Regions from separate parts of the Mus musculus genome. Here region 2 is linked to region 1. Evidence: chromatin contacts called from public HiChIP or PLAC-seq data. All regions are on one chromosome and are shown on one strand. Each heading gives the region's core, a stretch centred on a gene start, on an enhancer-like site or on the middle of the called end of the contact. The rest is flanking DNA. Distances are from core to core; before and after follow the strand shown.

Region 1 (4,380 bases), core at 683-3,182:
ACTGGTGGCAGCAGGTGAGGGGAAGTATCTGTCACTCTTCCAACAAAGGCAATCAAACAAAAGCCTCCTGGGGCATTGTGGGAACTGCAGTAAAGGCGCCAAAAATAAAACACAACTTTCCTTTGATAGGCACTGGTAGCTGCCTGGGGGTTGTGACAAAAGTGTTCAGATTTCACACCTCAGTTCATACCCCAAACACACACACACACACACACACACACACACACACACACCAGTCTCACAAACAAGTCATATAATAGGCAGTCAATGATCCCAGAAGAAACATCTCCGTGGGCTGTGACACATGTCACAAGAACCACATATGTGTCAAATGGCTTGTCCTTTCCATTTTGAAATGTTCAATATTTTAAAAGAACTTTTAAATATCCTATTTTATTTCATGTATATTGGTTTTTGTCTGCATCTATGTCTGTGTACCCTACCATTCACAAAGGCCAGATTAGATTCCCTGGAACTGGGATTATAGACAGTTGTAAACTGCCAGGTGTGTGCCTGGAATCAAACTTGGGTCCTCTGAAAGAGCAATCAGTGCTTTTAAAATATATATACATATGTGTGTGTGTGTGTGTGTGTGTGTGTGTGTGTGTGTGTGTGTGTAAAATTTATTTTATGTATATGAGTACACTGTCGCTATCTTCAGGCATACCAGAAGAGGGCTTTGGATCCTATAACAGAGGGTTGTGAGCCACAGTATAATTGCTAGGAATTGAACTCAAGGCCTCTGGAAGAACAGCCAGTGCTCTTGACCACTGAGCCATCTCTCCACCCCTAAAGTTTTCAGTATGTTTTAAGCAAGGAGCTGAACGGGGTATTTTGTTCTTTGTCCTTCAAGCTACAGAACCAAACTTGCTAGCATTCATTCATAAATATTCATATGGGCAGTATGCCTAAAAATTATAAAATACTGATAGGCAAAAGTGCATACATTGCCCACACAGCGAGAGGAACAGACACATAGACCCCCACACACACACACACACACACACACACACTGGTACTACAGGGGCTCCCCTGTGTACACACACTGCAGTACAACTGCTTCCCCCATAAGGGACATTGACACCCACTCGAAAGGCCCAGAGAGAGCTCAACCACAACCCAGTGACATGAATGGATTGACTTAGCCAGATCAAGGCACCTCGATGGCACTGAAAGGAAGGGCTTAATCTCCTTTACTGTATCTTCAACTGTCACAGCTGGCCTCTCTTTCGGGCTATGGGCTCATCCACCAACCCTTGCAGCGGAGACTAAGGAAAAGGAGACCTTGGGGAGTAGAGGAATCCTTGGGAGGAGAGGTTGGGAGGAGGAGAAGAACATTAGCCAAAAACAGCAGGCTGGGCGACAACGGAGGCGCCTAGTGAACTGGCCTGAGTGGTGGTTCTGAAAGAGCCTGGGGGAGGCGGGGGCAGGTCTTGAACCCAGACAAGTCCGAGCTCCTGCTCTCACATGAACAGCCAATCCCTTGCCCCACTCCTCTTTCTAGCTAGGTGGCCTTGGGCACATGGCTGAACTTGCTTGGCCTCAGTCTCCATCTCCACGGAATGAGAAAGTATTGTCTGCATGGCAGGGTTGTGTGGTGCATGTGGAAGTTGCGGCCTCATCTTCTGGGCTCTCCCAACATTCAACAGTTTGCCTTCTTTCCCGGCCTTGCAATCCGACTCTTGCTTCAGAAACTCCAGACCCCCTCATTAACGGCAGACCTTCAGAATGTGTTTATTTCTTGTCTCCCCACCCCCACCCCACTTCCCAGCCAGATGCAAGCATGGGAGGTGGCCGTAGTTCAAGGCCCACCCTCCCTTCGGGGACTTTCAACGTTCCTCAGTTCCTTTTGATCCCATAGCTCCAGCCACAAGCCAAACAGCCCCCAAGGCCTCCAAAGTTTTCTGCCTGTGCTCTCTACCCCTAACCCCAGTGCTGCCTGTAAGAAACCGTTCCAGGCTCTGCCCAGAAGCCCCTCCATCCTGTTAGGTGATACCAGATGCTCAAAGAGTGACCCAGAAAAACAATTCTTTTCAGCTCATTGTGATGGTGCACATCTGTAACCCCACCACGCTGAGGAGGCTAAGGGAGAAAGAGAGAATTCTCGGCCAGCCTGGGCTACAGATCAAGACCCTGTCTCAGAAAAATTCCAACAAAATTGCTGGGAAATATTGCTCAACCATCGGAATGCTTACATAGCATGCATGAGTGCAGCATAAACTTAGCGTGGTGGTTCAAGGCCTGCAATCCCAGCACTTGGGAAGTGAAGGCCGGGGATCAGAAGTTCAAGGTCACTCTAGGCTACAGGGAGAGTTCAAGACCGGACTGGGCTATATGAGATTCTCGTCCTAATCAACTCAAGCAAACAAGCAAACAGACACACACAAACTCACAGTCACCCACACGTGGATAAAAGACCCCCTGAGTGGCTACCAACAGGAAACCCAAGAAAAGTCCCTTTACCCACTAGGCCACCTTGAAGGCCCCGAAAACCGGATTCCATTAGAATTCTTACACGGGGAAGGCATAGATCACCAGGAAGTCTGCCAGGCATCCCTGTTGATTTGCAGAGATAAAAACTGAGCCACTGAGGGATGAAATGACCAGCGAGCACCAGAGGTAGTGCCTGTGGCTTTTCAGATACACCACCTCTAGGATACAGTGACCAGATACAACACGGCCTGAGTTCACCTCCACCACCCCCACCCCCAACCACCACCACCCCCACCCCCAACCACCACCCCACCACCCGCACAGCTGCTTCCCATTTGAGGGGAGGAAGAGGAATAGCAGCAGGCCGGCTGGAGGACGGCCAGGAGGGGAGGTCTGACCACCAGGCGCCCCCTTGACAGGGAGGAAGCAGCAGAGAAAGAGAGAGAGAGAGAGAGAGAGAGAGAGGGAGAGAGAGAAAGCTTTGACCACCAATCTGCATCCTGGTTTCATCATGCCTCATTTTCATGGTGCCCTGACAAGCACTTCCTGAGTGTTAGTTTCCCTGTTTGAGCATCGAGTGTAGAACTCCTAGTAACACATGGTGTGGTAGAGAAGGTAGGGGAAGACACTCTGCAGACAATAGCCAGGATGATCCCCTGCCCTCTGGGTCACTCACTCAGCAATTCAGGGGTTGTCTTTGCCCTATAAGATGTAGAAATTGGCTGGTCCCCTTGACACCTGAGGACAGAAGTCACTGGCTTTGAGTACAGAGGGAATGGGGGTGCTGTAGCCAAGTTCCTGGGCTTTGATGATCTCCACAAAGAAGCCAGCCTCATCTGACTGAGCCCAGCACCTTCCAAGAAAGGACTGTGGTGCTTCACAGCACCACACTAGCAAGTACAGAACAACTAACTCCTGGCTGGTACCCAGAGCCCAGTGTCTGGCACATGGGAGGTTTAAAAAATAAATAAACAAACAAACAAACAAATAAATAAATAAATAGCACCATTGGTTTGTTTAATAACTGTATAAATGGTGAATTTAGAGTCTTCCTACACCTTTGACAAATTAAGTTATAAATTTTAAATCTGAAGAAAAAAAAGAAAAACCCTGTACTGTAAAGACCCACCTAGGCCAAAAGGTCTTGTATAAGATCTCTTCAGGGCTTGAAAGATGGTTCAGCGGGTAAGAGCACTGACTGCTCTTCCAGAGGTCCTGAGTTCAAATCCCAGCAACCACATGATGGCTTACAACCACCCTTATGCCCTCTTCTGGTAAGTCTGAGTCTAATAACAGCTACAGTGTAGTTATATATAATAATAAATAAATATTTTTGAAAAAAATCTCTTCATCATGTTTGAAGGATGGGAGACTTGTTCTCCCCCCTCCACCCCCCCCCACACACTTTGGAGGCTATGTTGGAACAGTTCCAGACAGTAAACAGATGACCCTGCCCTCCAATGTCACCCCTCCCACCACACACACACACACACACACACACCACGGAGTCCAAGGCTCTGACGCAGGGACCTATGCAAATAGAGGTTGTCTCCATGGGAACTGAAACCCCCGTTTGTTTTCCCTCCCCAGCGCTCTGTAATTTCCAGCAGGTCTGTGCAGTGTCAGGCTCATCGCCCCACAGCTAGCTGCTTTGCTCTGCTCCCTGGGAGGTGGCCAGCACAGGCCACTGTGCTGACCTGTGCAAGTCACACTTAGACTCACCTCCCAGGAGAGTCTTAGCACCAAGCCCCTGCCTCCTCTGCAGGGGGCTGCCCAGGAGGTACCCAGAGAGACCATAGACTATCCTCGAACCTCCCTGAGGGAGAACTGAGGCGGGGATGACAGAGAGTGAAGGGCCAGGGGGCTCACTTCCAGGAAGAGGTGGGAGGATCTCATCTGGCAATCCAGCGCCCTGGATGGCTAACAGATGATTTCTGGCTTAGCTGG
Region 2 (4,380 bases), core at 896-3,395, 1.1 Mb before region 1:
GAGATATTGGCTGGGACTTTTGGAGGTAAACAGAGGCCTAGCTGACTCAGCATTTCTGGGGCCCTGGAAGCTGAAGTCTGGGGTCACCAGAGGCAGAAACTGGGTATCTTCCCCCCCACCCCCCAAGATCTTTGAGGGAATGTGGAAAGATGGTGATGTTAGCCAGGATTTGAGGAAGCTGAAGGCAGGGTGGGCTTGGGGCTGGAGTCCAGGTCAGAGGGATAGGGTGACCTCCCACCCACTGGCCCACAGCTGAGGGGAGCAGAGGAGCAGGGAGACTGGGGGAGGGGCTGCAGGGAGTGGTCTGATGGGCGATCAAGAGAGCAGCCAGTACAGGGAGATGGCCAGCTCCTAAGGAGAGGGGGTTCTTGGGAGTGAGGCTCTGGCATTATGTGGAGTGTGGGTGGCCTCCATAGCTGGCCTTTCCCTAGAACTTGTTCCTGGCCCACTCAGGTGAATGCAGGTTCTGCCGGCTTCCTTTTCAACCCCAAGACAGTCTAGATTGGCAGGAAGTCCTTCTTGATATCTAACCTTGTGGTAGTGACTGGGCATTTCTCTTTCATGTTGGCTCTGAGTCTCCCTTATCAATAGCCTTCACAGGACAGGTGGAAACGGGTTGAAGCCAGTGCCTTCTCCTTCTTTCTCAGATAGTTCTTACAGTTCTTACTCTGGTGCCTCAGGTGAGGGGCATCTTCCCGTGAGAACCACGCCCTTCAATCTAGCGTCTTTCCAGGAGTTCTGGGCTATCTGGGAAACCCAGTTCCCTCCCTCCTTGTCCCCGAGTGTGGGCAAGGAGCCCAGGCCACCCGTGTGCCTTCCATCTCTGCCTGGGCCCCGGGCCCTGGCCACCCCTGGAGGCTCCACATTCAGACAGGCTCTGCTCAGACGCCAGTGTCCTGGCAGCACCTAAATCATTACCGCCGCAGAGATTAGGCAGCTAATCTCCTTGCTGGGTGGAGCGGCCGCCAGGCTGTGGGATCTCACCGCTCCCCTGCAGGGTGCCTGCTGACTCTCAGGACTGGGATGTGGCTCTTCCATGGGGCCTGACTCCTACTCAGGGTAACCCTGGTTATAGTCCTGCTTTTCTGTGGCTTTCCCTCCCCTGGTGCTGTCTCTGGGAACCCTCTGGGTCGGCTTTCCTCAGTTGTGGGGCAAGTGAGCAGGGGCCACACTTTTTCTCTGGTCTTAGGCTCCGTCTCCATCCTCCACACCCTTTTCCATCTCATCACAGCTTTGCCTGAGTCAAAAACCCTTGGGAGATATCAGTGGGTTTCTCCTTTATTATATATATATATATATATATATATATATATATATATATATATATATATATATATATATAGAGAGAGAGAGAGAGAGAGAGAGAGAGAGAGAGAGAGAGCAGCATGCCATGCTGTGTGTGTGGAGGTCAGAAGACAATTTTGTGGAGTCAGTCCTTCCTGCCTTTACTGTGAGTCCTGGGGATTGAACTCAAGTCATTAATCTTGTACAGAAAGTGCTCTACCTGCTGAGCCATCTTGTCTACCCTGATTTCCTTTTAGAGATGAAGAAACAGATACACGCTCATTGACTTCTTGAAAACCTAGAGCTCCCTTTTGCCAATGGCCGTATTTCTTCTTTCTTAGTCAGGGACCCTCAACTCTGAGGCTATGTCTTACCTTGAAAGCTTGGAATAGTTCCAAGAGAGCTGAGGCTACCCCAACTTAGACTGAGTGGCCCTACCAAGACTGTCATGTATGGGGCAAATATCCACGTCTTTCTCCCCGAGACCCTGGAATGTCAGGAGGGACCAGATCGCCTTCCTGGTTCCTGGGCCTGTGGAGCCTTGTTTGAGGCCCTTCCCTGTTCCTGGGCTAGATTCTTCGGACTCCCCCCAAGAATGAGCTCAGCTGCCTAATTGTGGTTAAGGACGGGAAGATCACCCTAGCCTGGGGCTACAGCTCCAATTCCACCTTTGTTTTGGAACAGAACAATGGACCACTAAGAGGTCACCCATGCTCAGGCTGGGCAGACACAGGAGGGGGCCTCAGGATACAGGGGTGAATTACACAGGTCCAGCCCAAGCCTCAGGCCGGGTGGCTGGCTGGAACAGAGACAAATTACAAGGTTGGGGTTTTGGCTTGGACTTCAAGGAACAGAGGCTCAGTCTCCCTTCAGCCTGGCTATAAAGGGTAGCCCAGGGTCTCCATCTAGTCCAGACCCTGTTGCTTGACCTGAGGATAACATGGCTTCCACTACCAGTGTCCGCCAGTTTTCAACTTCTGGCTCCGTTAAGGGCCTTTGTGCTCCCGGCATGGGATTCTCCCGGATGTCCTCTGTTCGTGTTGGGGGTGCCTGCCGGGCTCCCAGCCTCTTGGGAGGTGGAAGCTGTGGCAATATGTCCGTCACCTCCTCCCGCTTCTCAGCAGGCTTAGGAGGCGGCTATGGTGGTGGCTACACTTGCAGCCTGGGTGGGGGCTTTGGCTCCAGTTTTGGTGTGTCGGATGCCCTCCTAGGGGGCAGTGAGAAGGAGACCATGCAGAATCTTAATGACCGGCTGGCCACCTACTTAGACAGGGTGCGTGCCCTGGAGGAGGCCAACGCTGACCTGGAGGTGAAGATCCGTGAGTGGTACAAGAAGCAGGGCCCCGGACCGGCTCGTGACTACAGCCCCTACTTCAAGACCATAGAGGACCTGCGGAACAAGGTGGGAGCCTCTTACCTCCCTTCTGCTGTCTGCCCATGGTCCATCCTCAGAGTGGAAGACCTCCCCATCATAGACTTCCACCATTTGGCCATTCACCCCTCCTTCTCTCACATCTCTGGAATAACCCAGTGTCTCTGGGGTTGTCCTGGGTTGTGTGGTCTTTGGGAACTCTCCAAGAAGACGAAGGAGAATTTGTCTCCTCTCATGGAACTTATCTGGGGTGGGTGATAGAGGAGGGATGGGATAGCTTCAGGACTTTGAGGGCAGTTGCGGGCATTGCAACTGTAGAGAATAGCCTGATAAAGGGTCTGGGAGGTGGACAGTATCTGGTATGGATGCTGCAACATTAGGCTAGGTATGGTCATCTTCTTTTCTCTGGGGCTACTCTCCTGTAGCCTCACCCTTCTCCAGGTCACCATCCTTGATGGATGGCACCTGTCTTTTATCCAGAATCTTGGTATTCCTTCAACACTTTAATGTTCAGTCTATGCCCCGTTTCTTGCCCTGACTTCAGAGTCTGTGTGTTCTCAGGGTGTGTTAGTTGTGGGTTTCCCTCTCTCTATGATGGCTCTTTCAGGGTCCGGTTTTCAACTCAGACTGGAAGCTAGCTTGACCGAGGCGGACCCTCTCTCTGCCCCTTACATACTTTCTTGATCTCTAAGAAAATGATTTTGGCATCTGTAAATGTGGCCACTCAGGTCTTAGCACAAACCTGCTCTGGGATGGTCTGGGCACTGAGCCCTATGGAAAGCAGAGGTTGAAGATCACTGAGAGATAGACTAGCCACAGACTGGTCCCAGGCAGCTGTGAGGCTGACCCAGGCTCTGGGGTAGAGAGCCAGCCCTACGGCGGTCTAGTGAGGGGCTTTGTCTGCTCCTGCCTGGGTCCTCCACCTGGCATCAGGGGATTCCTGTAATCTCCTTTGGAAGCAGAGATCCTGGCTGTGCCAGATCAGATACCAGGTTTTGTTGGGGCAGCGGGGAACCCAGGGGAATCCTGGTGAGTCAGTGCTCGGCATTTTGGGGTTAGCCAACACTTTGCCATCATCCTCAGAGCAAAGTCCACCCCATTCCCCGGATTTCCATTCCCTGACCTCAATATTCTGGCTAGGCTTCCTGGGCACACTGCATATCAGGTACCTGGGGACACAGAAATGTCCAGGTCTCTGCAGGCTACAGATGGTGAGGCAGAAGAAGGGAAGAAACTTGACCCTTAGGTTCAGCCTGCATGACCAAGTCACTGCATGGAAATTAGGGCCTGGAGTAGGGTCTTGGAGAGGGCTGAGGTGGCCCTAGACATGCGATGGTTCCCATGTCTATGCTATGTCTATGGAACATCTTCCTCCTGGGTCAGTCTGAAACCATGATAACTTCCACCTAGCTCCTGCTATGGGGTGAGTTCTCCTCCCTCCCCACAACCCCATTAACACTCTTGCTCAGGCCCAGCCTTGGGCATTTCCAACAATTATGGACTTCCTGTCTCTTCTTGGGCTCTGCCCTGGCTTTGAGCAGGGGCCCGGTCATAACCTCATTAATCAATTAATTAGTCACATAATTAGACAAATACACCCTGGGGGCTGACTGTGGGCCAGGCGCTGTGCCCAGGCCTGGGGAGTCCAAAGAGAACCAGACAGGTATGGTCTCGATCCATTCCCATGTTGTTCTGAGTCCAGTGGGGGAGCAACTAACACAAAA

The links. HiChIP or PLAC-seq counts read pairs in DNA pulled down with a chosen protein or histone mark.
Region 2: a contact with region 1 is called in an H3K27ac HiChIP or PLAC-seq map of embryonic stem cells, with 6 times the contacts expected there. The contact joins the promoter of Krt42 here to the enhancer-like site in region 1. A contact is called at or near these places in 3 of 39 promoter capture datasets (cranial neural crest, embryonic stem cells and hippocampal neurons), 3 of 115 datasets of contacts at active chromatin or transcription factors (embryonic stem cells and pancreatic cancer cells) and 1 of 9 other capture datasets (embryonic stem cells).

The regions. Positions count from the first base shown.
Region 1 is chr11:99,132,218-99,136,597 of GRCm38.p6, reverse strand. No RefSeq gene overlaps it. Among named protein-coding and RNA genes, the nearest start is that of Ccr7, 21 kb to the left of the region's middle. Within about 2 kb of position 1,932, at least 48 of the 459 cell types and tissues checked have an H3K27ac peak or open chromatin away from gene starts, as enhancers often do. A contact at or near this core is called in embryonic stem cells, where this site is marked.
Region 2 is chr11:100,267,716-100,272,095 of GRCm38.p6, reverse strand. It overlaps Krt42 (keratin 42), which reads left to right and starts at 2,145. Exons shown (of 8, transcript NM_212483.3): 1 at 2,145-2,686. The coding sequence starts at 2,225.